Regions from separate parts of the Pan troglodytes genome. Here region 2 is linked to region 1. Evidence: chromatin contacts called from public capture Hi-C data. All regions are on one chromosome and are shown on one strand. Each heading gives the region's core, a stretch centred on a gene start, on an enhancer-like site or on the middle of the called end of the contact. The rest is flanking DNA. Distances are from core to core; before and after follow the strand shown.

Region 1 (6,010 bases), core at 907-3,406:
TCTGTGTCACAGGATTCAGCAAAGTAATACATGTTTAGCAGTTAGCACAGTCTCTGCTGCATAGTATGTGTGTAATACATATTAGTTTTTTACTTTGCATAATCAGCAAATGTATACTCATCATATGTCAGATGCCAGGCATTGTATAAGTCCCTGGAACATCATTAGGGTCCAAGACAGGCACAGTTTCTGCCTTTGGAAACTTTATATATTCAAATCCAGTTCTCAGAGGTTTCTCTTGGGAGAACCCAAAGCAAGATAGGTGATCATACAATGTATCAATATGCACTGGGTCACATTTTTAGAGCTTCAGTTTCTGGAAAAGAAGGTAATGGAAAGTCAATTAGAAGTAAAAAGACAAGAGGGTGGGATAAATGGAAAGAAGTATAGAATTCTTTGGGAGCAAGTAGGGAGGGCACTTGAGCCAGTCCAGGAGTGAGGGAAGGCATACTAGAGGAAGTAACACGGAAGCTGGGACCCTAATGAAGAGTTAGAATGATCTGGATAAACCAATGGGCTGAAGTAGAGGCCATAAGGGCGGGGGAGGTCAGTTCTCCATTCTGCACAGCAGTCCACCCAAAACTGTGTGGCTCAAAACAGTAGTTTATCATTTCTGGCAATTCTGTGGATTGGCAGGGTGGTTGTTCTGCTTCATGACTCCAGGCAGGGTGTAAGAATGACTGGATAGCCCGAAATAGCCTCATGCATGTGGCTGGCAGCAAGTGCTGGCTGCCCAGGAGCTCTTTGGGGCCACGAGCCAGGGGCTCAGTTCTCCCCCAAGGGTTCCAAATCATGGCTGCTTGGGCTACCTCATGGCATGGTGGCTGGGCTCCAAGAAGGAGCTTTCCAAACAGCAAATGTAGAAGCTGAAGGTCTCTAAGAGCCACCATTCTTGCCATATGCTATTGACCAAAATCTGGGTTCCAGCCCATGTTCCAAGAGAGAGGAAGCAGACCCTACCTCTTGGTGGCATCGTAGCCAGGTCACATTGCAAAGAAACATGGCATGGGAGTTACGGTTGTGACATCTTTGGAAACACAATGTGCTATGAGGGAAATTTGAGGAACCACAAGTTGCATTCAGAATGGTGGAAAGTAGGATGTGAAGATGCGAGTGATAAAAATGCTGCAGCATAAGCAGGGTTCAGATCAAAGGCGGCTTTACCAGCAGGGCCACATGTCCTGCTTTGCCTGGGACAGACCCAAGCTACTCCTGCCAGGACAAGAGTACATTATTAGCAGTGCCCACTTTTACTCTAAAAATAGGACTGTGCAGTTGTATGATCACCTATCTTGTTTGGGTGCTCCCAGGAGAAACCCTGCAGAATTCGATTTGAGTATAAGAAGTTTACCTGGGAGACAATCCCATAAAACAAGCAGGAAAGTAGAGACATGAAACAGGGAAAGGGATGGAGCATTATCAAGCCACTCACCACTGTGGGCACCTGGAACATAATCCCACCAGGGCACTCTGGAAGACAGTGCGAGACATGCCTCCGAGTGTCCCAACCGAGGCAGGAGGAAGCCAGGGCATCTCGCCACCTCCTCCCATCCTGCAGTGATGAGGGCTGCTTCCTGCGGTACTAACTCCCCAGCACTTCCAGCTTGTCCCGTGTTTACACCCAACACACTGCTGAGGCCAGAGGAAAGTGCAGATGACAGCGAATCGCAGTCAGTGGTTCCTGGAGCAGGACTGAGGTGAATGCCGGGCACTGACAGCATCTGCCATATTACGGATCTATTTATAAGCCATGTTAAGGTTTTAATGTTATCTTAGGGGTTAAAGGAAGTCAAGGAAGGATGTTTTTTAATCCATAGAATAACGTGATCAGATTGACACTTTAGCCAGATAATACCATCTGCAGAGTGCAAAATGCATAACAGGAAGTGAGAAGCTGCAGGGAGACCAAATTGGAGGTTGCCATGGTTATCACAGAATTGCACATTGTAATGCACAAAACAGCTCAGATATGTGGAGAAAATGCAATGTCTTTATCTGTGTCTGATGATGTTGTATTCCTTCTGGGTAGCAAAGGCAAATAAGCTAAACATCCAGGCTGGTTTAAAGCTGATTCTGACTTAATCATTTCAAAATTCCTTCCTGGTTGTGCTCTGTCCCTCATGAATAAAAATGTTCAGTTTCTCGAAGAGCCTTTCCCATCCTCTGCTTCTTTCTATAAGGTGGGGACCAGGTGTACAGAATATAAAAGGAGACAGGCAGCAACATGTCTAGCTTTAGCATTCTAATGATACCGTGGGCAGGGAGAGACCTGGATGCATGCTGGTCCTTGAGTTTGCATGGCCAGGCATCTGCTGGCCTCCAGCCCAGTGTCCTGTGTCCCTGAGTGCTCTTCTGGCCTTGGAGCTTAGATCTGTGGTTGATGAACTTAGAGTCCCTTTCTTTGACTCAGGCAGTGTTCCCAGGGAGCACCTGCCATCATGCCCTTTGCTTACTTGCTGTGCCCTCAATCTCCCACTTGAGAGACCCCTAAGCCCTAAGTCTCTTTCGCATCCTCCGTCTCCCCATGGCAGGTTGTCGTCAGCTATCAAGCAGTGAGGGCTTCCATCTAAGGCTTCATGCTGCACGAGAATGAGATGATGCACGTGAGGACCAGAGACCCTGTCTGCTTACTCTTCTTCCCTCTCTACATGAGGCTGGGCTGCCCCATGTTAGTACAGGACCCCCCCAACCACCACCACCGACCCCCTACACAGCAACCTCTTCCCAGAGCCCCAGACTGGGAAGCAAGGCAAGAGCCCTAAACCCTTGGTTCCATCCGTCATCCTTTAGAAACCCACTTCTGCTCTCTGGGCCAAAGCTTAGCTCTCGTCTCTCCTGCTGTATCTCCTCCTTTTCTCATAGTCTTCTAGGGCATTAAGAAAGAAAAAAGAAAAAAGAAAAAAAGCTTTGCTTTTACTTCCTACAAAAAAAAAAAAGCACCATCTAACAAATAACTCCAAAACTCAATTGCTTAAAACAACAATTCTATTTTTATCACTAATCTGCGGGTCAGCTAAGGGCCGAAGTTTCTCTTGTACACCTCTCGTCTTCCTCCTGGGACCAGGGAGTTAGCATGGGCATGTTTTTCTCTGGCAGAGACACGAGAGAACAAGCCACTCACACAAGCACTTTCCAGGCCTTTGGTCTTGTCACATCCACTAACATCTGATTATCTAAACTAAGTCATGTGGCCAAATCCGTAGTCGAGGAGAAGAGAAACTTGCTTTCCCTTCAGTGAAGAAAACAGCAAAGTCACATGGCAAAGGCCACAGATACAGGGAAGGGTAAAGAATTAGGGGCCGCCAATGCCATCTTCCATACTTAGGAGGTGGATGCAGGAGAACTCTGTGACCTCCTCGATGTACTAAAAAGCCTGAGTAGGCCCGGCGCGGTGGCTCACGCCTGTAATCCCAGCACTTTGGAAAGCCGAGGCAGGCAGATCACGAGGTCAGGAGATTGTGACCATCCTGGCTAACATGGCGAAACCCCGTCGCTACTAAAAAATACAAAAAAAAATTAGCCGGGCGTGGTGGTGGTCACCTGTAGTCCCAGCTACTCGGGAGGCTGAGGCAGGAGAATGGCGTGAACCTAGGAGGTGGAGCTTGCAGTAAGCCGAGATCGCGCCACTGCACTCCAGCCTGGGCAACAGAGTGAGACTACGTCTCAAAAAAAAAAAAAAAAAAAAAAAAAAAAGCCTGAGCAAAGGAATTTGGGGAAATCATTTTATTCACTCAAAAGTATGTTCAGTGCTCACATGTACCAGGTGCTAGGCACAGAACAATGGATAAAACAGAAATCTCTTATCTTTATGAACCATGTACTCTCATGAGCATACACAGAATGAGAAAAGAGTTGTGTAATATAAATGTTAGCAATAAGTGCTATGAAGAAAAGTAAAAGAGGCTTAGCAGGAAAGCATGTTACAATGGCCAGGAAAGTCGTCTTTGAGAAGGCAATATTTAAGCAGTGGCCTTAACAAAGTGAGAAAGCTGGCTGTGTGGACATCTGCTGGAAAAGCCTTCCAGGAAGAGAGAATGGCAGTCCAAAGGCTGTGAGGTAGGGACACGCCTGGCTTGTTCAAGGACAGGAAGAAAACCAACATACAGCCATCAAGGGAAAGAGTGGCAGGAGACAGATGAAGTCAGAGGGTTAGCCAGCAGCCAATTGCACAGATGGAGACCATCATGGAGAGTCTGCATTTTATTCTAAATGAGATGAGAAACAGTAGGAGGTTTTGAGCACATAAGTAACACAATCCAATTTACATATTAGAAAGGTCATTCCAGCTGTGGGATGCTGTATTAACTGCAGAAGGGGTGGGCTGATATAGGGGCAGGATGGACACTAAGAGACATTTCAAATACAGTTGTGGAGTCCATGTGAGAGTTAGAGGCACGTGCACCAACGCAACAGCAGTGATGGTGATGGAGAAATCTTTGGACTAGGAACACACTGAAGTCAGAGCCCATAGTATTTGGTGATCAACCGGATGTGGTGGGTGAGAGAAAGAGAAGTCAAAGAGCGTTTCCCAAGGTATTGGCCTGAATAGCTGGCCCAGTGGTGGGGCTGCCTACTACAATGAGGTACCCTGGGAGAGAAGTAGCTTAGGAACTGTGGAATAAAAATTAAGACTTCCATTCTAGCCACATTCAAGGCTATTCCATGGATGCATAGCACTGAGGTGCATATCAGAAACCGAACACCACCTGTAACGCGGCCTTTTCCTGTCTTTATCTCCCATCTCCTCCTCAGGCAGATAGATGTCTTGGCTTGACTAGGACATTGATCGTTACTGGGAAAGGCAAAAAAGAAAAAAGCCTATTGATAAATGTCAGAATATATCTCCATTATAAAGTCATTCAGGTGTTGCATATGAACTCAATGATAAAGAAGAACAAATTACTGATACACAAAACAGCTTGGATGAATCTCTAGAGAATCGTGCCAATGGAAAAAAAGCCAGTCCCAAAAGGTTACATACCCAATGATCCCATTTATGCAACATTTTTGAAATGACAAAATTTTACAATTGAGGACAGATTAGTGAGTGCCAAGGGTTAGTGACTAGGACAGGAGGGAAGGGGAAGGAAGAGAGGTGTGGTTAGAAAAGGAAAACAAAGGGGCCGGGCATGGTGGCTGACTCCTGCAATCTCAGCACTTTGGGAGGCTGAGGCAGGAAGATCACTTGAGGTCAGGAGTTCGAGACCAGCCTGGCCAACATGGTGAAATCTGTCTCTACTAAAAATATAAAAATTAGCCAGGCATGGTGGCCCATGCCTGTAGTCCCAGCTACTCGGGAGGCTGAGGCAGGAGAATTGCTTGAGCCCGGGAGACAGAGAAGTTGCAGTGAGCCAAGATCATGCTACTGTACTGCATCTAGGTGACAGAGCTAGACTCCATCTCAAAAATTTAAAAATAAAAAAGAGAGTTTCTTCTGCAGTGGGAATTATTCGTTATCCTGACTATGGTGGTGGATGCACAGACCTACACAGATGATAAAATTGTGCAGAATCACATTTGCACACATACAAGAGTACAAAATCTGAATAAGATCATTGGATCATATCAATGTTAATATCCTGATGGTGACACTGTACTCCTGATTTGCAAAATGTCTCCAATGGGGAAACTGGGCAAAATACACAGGGGATCTCTGTACAATTTCTTACAACTACATGTGATTCTACAATGGACTCAATTAAAATTTCAATTAGAAAAAGCAATAAAAAGCCGGGCACGGTGGCTCATGCTTGTAATCCCAGTACTTTGGGAGGCTGAGGCAGGTGGATCGCCTCAGGTCAGGAGTTTCAGACCAGCCTAGTCAACACGGCAAAACCCCATCTCTACTAAAAATACAAAAATTAGCCAGGCAAGATGGCGGGAGCCTGTAATCTCAGCTACTTGGGAGGCTGAGGCAGGAGAATCGCTTGAACCTAGGAGATGGAAGTTGCAGTGAGCAGAGATCACACCACTGGACTCCAGCCTGGGCAACAGAGGGAGACTCCATCTC
Region 2 (6,010 bases), core at 2,376-4,875, 690 kb after region 1:
GAACCTGGGAGGCGGAGGTTGCAGTGAGCCAAGATCATGCCACTGTACTCCAGCCTGGGAGACAGAGCAAGAGCAAGACTCCGTCTCAAAAAAAAAAAAAAAAAAAAAAAAAAAAAAAAAAAGCAGCTTAACAAATGGGAGGTGTTAAAGACATATTATCGTCAAACTAAGATTGTTCTTCCTTGAAGAACTTTACTAACTTTACATCCAGTGCTAGCTAAAATTCCTCATACCCCACCAGTGATCCAGCCATCCATATCTCACACTTTCTATACTCTCTCTAATGGCTCGGAATCTGTTGAGCTGTGTGTGATAGGAAACCCAGTAACAGTGGCTTAAACTCATGCAGATTTAGTGTCCTCTTGTTGCAGAAAGTATGGAGGTGGGCCGTGTCCAGAACTGGAGCAGTGCCCCACCTGTCATCAATGCACAAAGACTTTTTTTTCTTTCTCTTAGGCCTTCCTAAGTGAGGGCTTTTGTTCTCATGGTCTCAGGATGGCTCTCCAGCCCCACACCCCCAAACCTCATTCCAGGGCAGAGGAAGGAATGCAAGTGTGTCTTCTTTCTCTTCTCTGCTCCTTTTTTATTATTTCAGTCTAATTTTAATGGTTCCAAAAGGAATTGAGGCAATTGCTGGTGGGCAGCCTACCATGTTAAACAGAAGTTGATTATTTATGTTTTAACAAGAGATGTGGCTGGGCGCAGTGGCTCACGCCTGTAATCCCAGCACTTTGGGAGGCCGAGGTGGGCAGATCATGAGGTCAGGAGATTGAGACCATCCTGGCTAACACGGTGAAAACCCGTCTCTACTAAAAACAAAAAATTAGCCGGGCGTGGTGGCAGATGCCTGTAGTCCCAGCTACTCCAGAGGCTGAGGCAGGAGAATGGCGTGAACCCGGGAGGCAGAGCAGCTGGCCAGCCCTCCAGGAAATCTCAGCTAGTCTACTTTGGAAAGTTGTCCTAATCACTGCTGGAGCAATCACCAAGTTGAGGGTAGGGACTGTGTCTTTTCTGTATTCTTCACTCTCTCTCTGGAAGCCTCAGCCCTTCACATCTCTAAGCCCAGGTCCCAGAACAATTATAATTCTCATTCCAATTACTTCAAAAAAAATTCCTGGGATTAGCTGAGCTCAATACATATGAAGGTGGGGAATGTTATGCCTTAGAAAGTAACATTTCCAGCCAGGCACGGTGGCTCATGCCTGTAATCCCAGCACTTTGGGAGGCCGAGGAGAGTGGATCATTTGAGGTCAGGAGTTCGAGATCAGCCTGGAAAACATGGTGAAACCCCGTCTCTACTAAAAATACAAAAATTAGACGGGCATGGTGACATGTGCCTGTAGTCCCAGCTATTTGAGAGACTGAGGCAGGAGAATGGCTTGAACCCAGGAGGAGGTTGTAGTGAGCCGAGATCAGGCCACTGCACTCCAGCCTGGGCAACAGGGCAAGACTCCATCTCAAAAAAAAAAAAAAAAGAAAAGAAAGAAAGAAAGTGACATTTCCTAAGCATTCAAGTTAATCATAATCTTGAACATACATTTTCTTCTGTCAGTTGAAACCTTCCAATTATTATTAAAACTAATGGCAAAAACCACAATTACTTTTGCACCAACCTAATACTTTAACATTTGGTATGTTAAAATATGAATGACTTAAAACAGGAAAATTGAGATTTGATAGGCAAAGATAATAATAGTTAAGGTTTATTGATCACTTTCCAATCCTTTTCATTCCTTTTTTTTCTGGTTAATGTGGGATTTCTTACTGAACTCGGTGAGAGTGCTTATATCTAATCATTGAGAGGGAGTTGGGTTTCATTGATAAAACCATTGGTAAAAGGCTGTTTTCAGGATTATGGCAACTTCTCAATGCCAGCAGCAACCTGTCTGAAAGGTGAGAGATCTGAGCATATTAAACCTGGCGTACCCATGTGATTTATAGGAACTATTAAGGATTATCAGGAAAAGTCCCAGGAAACAACCAGTGTGAACACAGCGTGTTCGTGGGTGATGTGAATACAGCGTGTTCGTGGGTGATGTGAACACAGTGTGTTCGTGGGTGAGGAGTTCTCTGGTCCAGGCTCCGTGGGAAAGTGGATGGAAAGTGCGTGCTCTGGGCACTGCTGCCATCTGCTGCTGCCTTGATTCAGGAAGGCATTTTGCAGATCACAGGCAGGGAGACGACAAAAAAAAAAAAACACCAAAGCTCATTTTGTTGACATTAAATGTTTAACATTTCTATTGCTGGGCATTTGACACAAATATGTTCATTTACTTTTCTTTGATTCATGAATGTCTTCAGGTATTTGCAAAGGACAAGAGGCTTCCATTTGGTAATTTACGTCTATTTCCCATCATGCAACTACATTTATTTTGAATATCAGTTGGCATTAAGGTATTTAAAATTAAAGGAAGATAATCAGATAATGTATGGCTTTTTGCAGTATTATTTTGTAGGGGTCATATAATATCAGACTTTTTGGAGAATTCTTAAAATAACTCATCCTAACTTATTTAGAGTAGCCACTTCAGAGATTTATATAATGAAAGTGAAAGCAGCTTTTCTGGCTGGTCCGATGGTAGTGGGTTATCAGAACTTATTAACATTAGTGTCACTAAAGTTGGTATACAACCCCCCACTGCTAAATTTGACTGGCTTTTTACCATTTGATTTTGTATTTCAATCAAACAAGCTAACTTTACAAAATATTCATGTTGGGGGGAAAGCATTCTTACATGAATGTCCCCCTCCTTTTATTTTTAGGGTCTTACTGTGTTGTCCAGGTTGGAGTACAGTAACACAATCATAGCTCACTGTAGCTCTAAACTCCTGGGCTCAAGCAATCCTCCTACCTTAGCCTCTTGAGTAGCTGGGACTACAGACACATGCCACCATATCCAGTTAATTTTTTTTCCTTTTTTGTAGAGGCAGGGTCTCACTATATTGCCCAGGCTGGTCTCCAACTCCTTTGGCTCAAGTTATCCTGCTGCCTTGGCCTCCCAAAGTGCTGGCATTACAGGCGTTAGCCACTGTGCCCAGCCTGAATGTACTTTTTTTTTTCTTTTTTGAGCCAGAATCTCAGTCTGTTGCCCAGGCTGGAGTGCAGTGGTGCGATCTCGGTTCACTGCAACCTCCACCTCCCAGGTTTAAGCAATTTTCCTGCTTCAGACTCCCAAGTAGCTGGGACTATAGGTGCGTTTCCTGTCAGCCCAGAGCCTCAGTCGGGGCCGTTGTCCTCAAACAAGGAGGCCCCTGTCCGCCAGCTTTGCGTTTGCACAGAAGGGTTAACTTGACAGCGTGTGTCCCCCAGCCCTCATATTTATTCACAATCCTTGCTGCACTTTATCTCCAGAATAAAAACCAGTCCGATCCAAAATAGACAGTGTTTGTGTCTGTTTCAATTTTCTGCTCAACCGATTCTGTTCGGTGGAGTCTCTCCAAGAAACTTCTCAATTAAGCTTTCATCAACATTGTTTCAGCATCAGAGTTATTTTTTTTCCTTTCCTTGTTTGCTTCCGTCTCTACGGAATGGAATGATCAACTTCCTGATGCACCAAAGGGTTAACAACAGAGGCCTCCTGGAAAAGGAAGAAAAGCGGCCACAGAAAGCTGATTCCTGGGCAGCCGCCCTGGGCCTGAGAGGCAGCATCGCCTTGTGCTGCTGGTGAGAAGGTCTCAAGAATGGCTGAGGGTGCGACCCCTGAGCCTTGATGCCTTGGCCACATTTCTCAGTCCTCCCAGTCCTGGCCCCAGGGATCAGGACCACCCCAGCAGCTGTTGTAGCCCAATCATGATCACCACTATTTCTTGTAAAAAAAAGATCCCTGAGGCAGTCAGCAGCTCCAAGAACATTTGATTGTCCAAGAAAATGCCGACCCCAAAAGGGGAGGGATTCTGTGTAAGGAAAGGAATGGGGTGGCTTTATCACCATCCTACACCAAATAAGAACGCCTAGGAGGAGGCAGGGATGCCGGCTCGCTGTTTTAGGAGGAAACAGGGAGGGGGACAAGTGTGCCTTTAAAACGATAGTTAGGGCCAGATGCGGTGGCTCACGTCTGTAATCCCAGCACTTCGGGAGGTCAAAGCAGGTGGATAACTTGAGGTCAGGAGTTCGAGACCAGCCTGCCAATGGTGAAACCCTGTCTCTACTAAAAATAGAAAACATTTTTCAGGCATGGTGGTGGGTGCCTGTAATCCCAGCTGCTCTGGAGGCTGAGGCAGGAGACTCGCTTGAACCTGGAAGGCGGAGGTTGCGACGAGCCCAGATTGCACCATTGCACTCCAGCCTAGGTGACAGAATGAGACTCCATCTCAAAAAAAAAAAAAAAAAAAAAAAAAAGATAGTTGGCCCTCCGCATCTGCAGGTTCCACATTCATGGATTCAACCAACCGCTGACTGAAAATATTAGGGGGAAAAAATAGTTTTGTCTGTTCTGAACATAGACTTTTTCAGGGTCATTATTCATTAAAGAATACAGCATAATAACTATTTCTATATCATGTACATCGTATTAGGTATTATCTAAATCTGTACTTGTAATCTAGAGATGATTTATAAGTATATGGGAGGATGTGCATAGGTTATATGTAAATTCTACATCTTTTTTTTTTTTTGAGACGGAGGTTTTGCTCTTGTCACCCAGGCTGGGAGTAAAATGGTGTGATCGCGGCTCACCGCAACCTCCACCTCCTGGATTCAAGTGATTCTCCTGCCTCAGCCTCCTGAGTAGCTGGGATTACAGGCACCCACCATCACACCCGGCTAATTTTTGTATTTTTAGTAGAAACGGTTTCACCATGTTGGCCAGGCTGGTCTCAAACTCCTGACCTTACGTGATCCACCCACCTCAGGCTCCCAAAGTGCTGGGATTACAGGCGTGAGCCACCACGCCCGGCAATTCTACACCATCTTATGAGGGGCTTAAGCAACCACGGATTTTGGGATCCAGCAGGGGTCCTGGAACCACTCCCCACAGATACCGAGGGACGACTGTAGATGACTGTACATACCACATTGCGTTTACCCATTCATGTCCCTCGATGGGTACTTGGTTGCTTCTACCTTATGGCTAATTGTGAACTATGCTGCTATGAACACAGGTGTACACATATCATCCCTTCTAGTCCCTGCTTTCAAGTCTTTTTTTCTTTTTTCTTTTTTCTTTTTTTTGAGACAAGGTCTTGCTCTGTCACCCAGACTAGAATGCAACGGTGCTATCATGGCTCACTGCAACCTCCGCCTCCCGGGTTCAAGTGATTCTCCTGTCTCAGCCTCCGAAGTAGCTGGAACTACAGGCATGTGCCACCATGCCCAGCTAATTTTTGTATTTTTAGTAGATTTGAGGTTTCACCATATTGGCCAGGCTGGTCTCGAAATCCTGACCTCAAGTGATCCACCCGCTTCGGCCTCCCAAAGTGCTGGGATTACAGGCATGAGCCACCGTGCCCAGCCAAGTTTTAAAATTATTTGCAGACACGGGGGTCTCACTATGTTGCCCAGGCTGGTCTCGAACTCCTGGGCTCAAGCTATGTTCCCACCTCAGTCTCCCAAAGCACTGAGACTACAGGCGTGAGCCACCGTGCCGGGCCAGATTCTTTCAGGTTCACACCCAGAAGTGGAATTGGTGAATCATAAATAAGGTAATGCTAATTTTTTGTTTGTTTGAGACGGAGTCTTGCTCTGTCGCCCAGGCTGGAGTGCAGTGGCGCGATCTCTGCTCACTGCAAGCTCCGCCTCCTGGGTTCATGCCATTCTCCTGCCTCAGCCTCCCGAGTAGCTGGGACTACAGGCGCCCGCCACCACGCCTGGCTGATTTTTTGTATTTTTAGTAAAAACGGGGTTTCACCGTGTTAGCCAGGATGGTCTCAATCTCCTGACCTCGTGATCCGCCCACCTCGGCCTCCCAAAGTGCTGGCATTACAGGCGTGAGACACCGCGCCCAGCCGGCAATGCTATTTTTAATTTTTTGAGGAACTGCCAGACAGTTTTCCACAGCGGCTGCACCATTTT

What was found. Capture Hi-C pulls out chosen DNA fragments and counts their contacts.
Region 2: a capture Hi-C map of stem cell-derived neural stem cells shows a contact between it and region 1, with 6 times the contacts expected there. The contact joins two enhancer-like sites. A contact is called at or near these places in 1 of 7 Hi-C or Micro-C datasets (stem cell-derived neural progenitor cells), 1 of 1 datasets of contacts at active chromatin or transcription factors (stem cell-derived excitatory neurons) and 1 of 1 other capture datasets (stem cell-derived neural stem cells).

Annotation. Positions count from the first base shown.
Region 1 is chr6:163,425,990-163,431,999 of NHGRI_mPanTro3-v2.0_pri, forward strand. All of the region lies in intron 21 of CNTNAP2 (contactin associated protein 2), which reads left to right. Among named protein-coding and RNA genes, the nearest start is that of C7H7orf33, 310 kb to the right of the region's middle. Within about 2 kb of position 2,157, at least 6 of the 24 cell types and tissues checked have an H3K27ac peak or open chromatin away from gene starts, as enhancers often do. A contact at or near this core is called in stem cell-derived neural stem cells, where this site is marked.
Region 2 is chr6:164,112,101-164,118,110 of NHGRI_mPanTro3-v2.0_pri, forward strand. No RefSeq gene overlaps it. Among named protein-coding and RNA genes, the nearest start is that of PDIA4, 66 kb to the right of the region's middle. Within about 2 kb of position 3,626, at least 9 of the 24 cell types and tissues checked have an H3K27ac peak or open chromatin away from gene starts, as enhancers often do. A contact at or near this core is called in stem cell-derived neural stem cells, where this site is marked.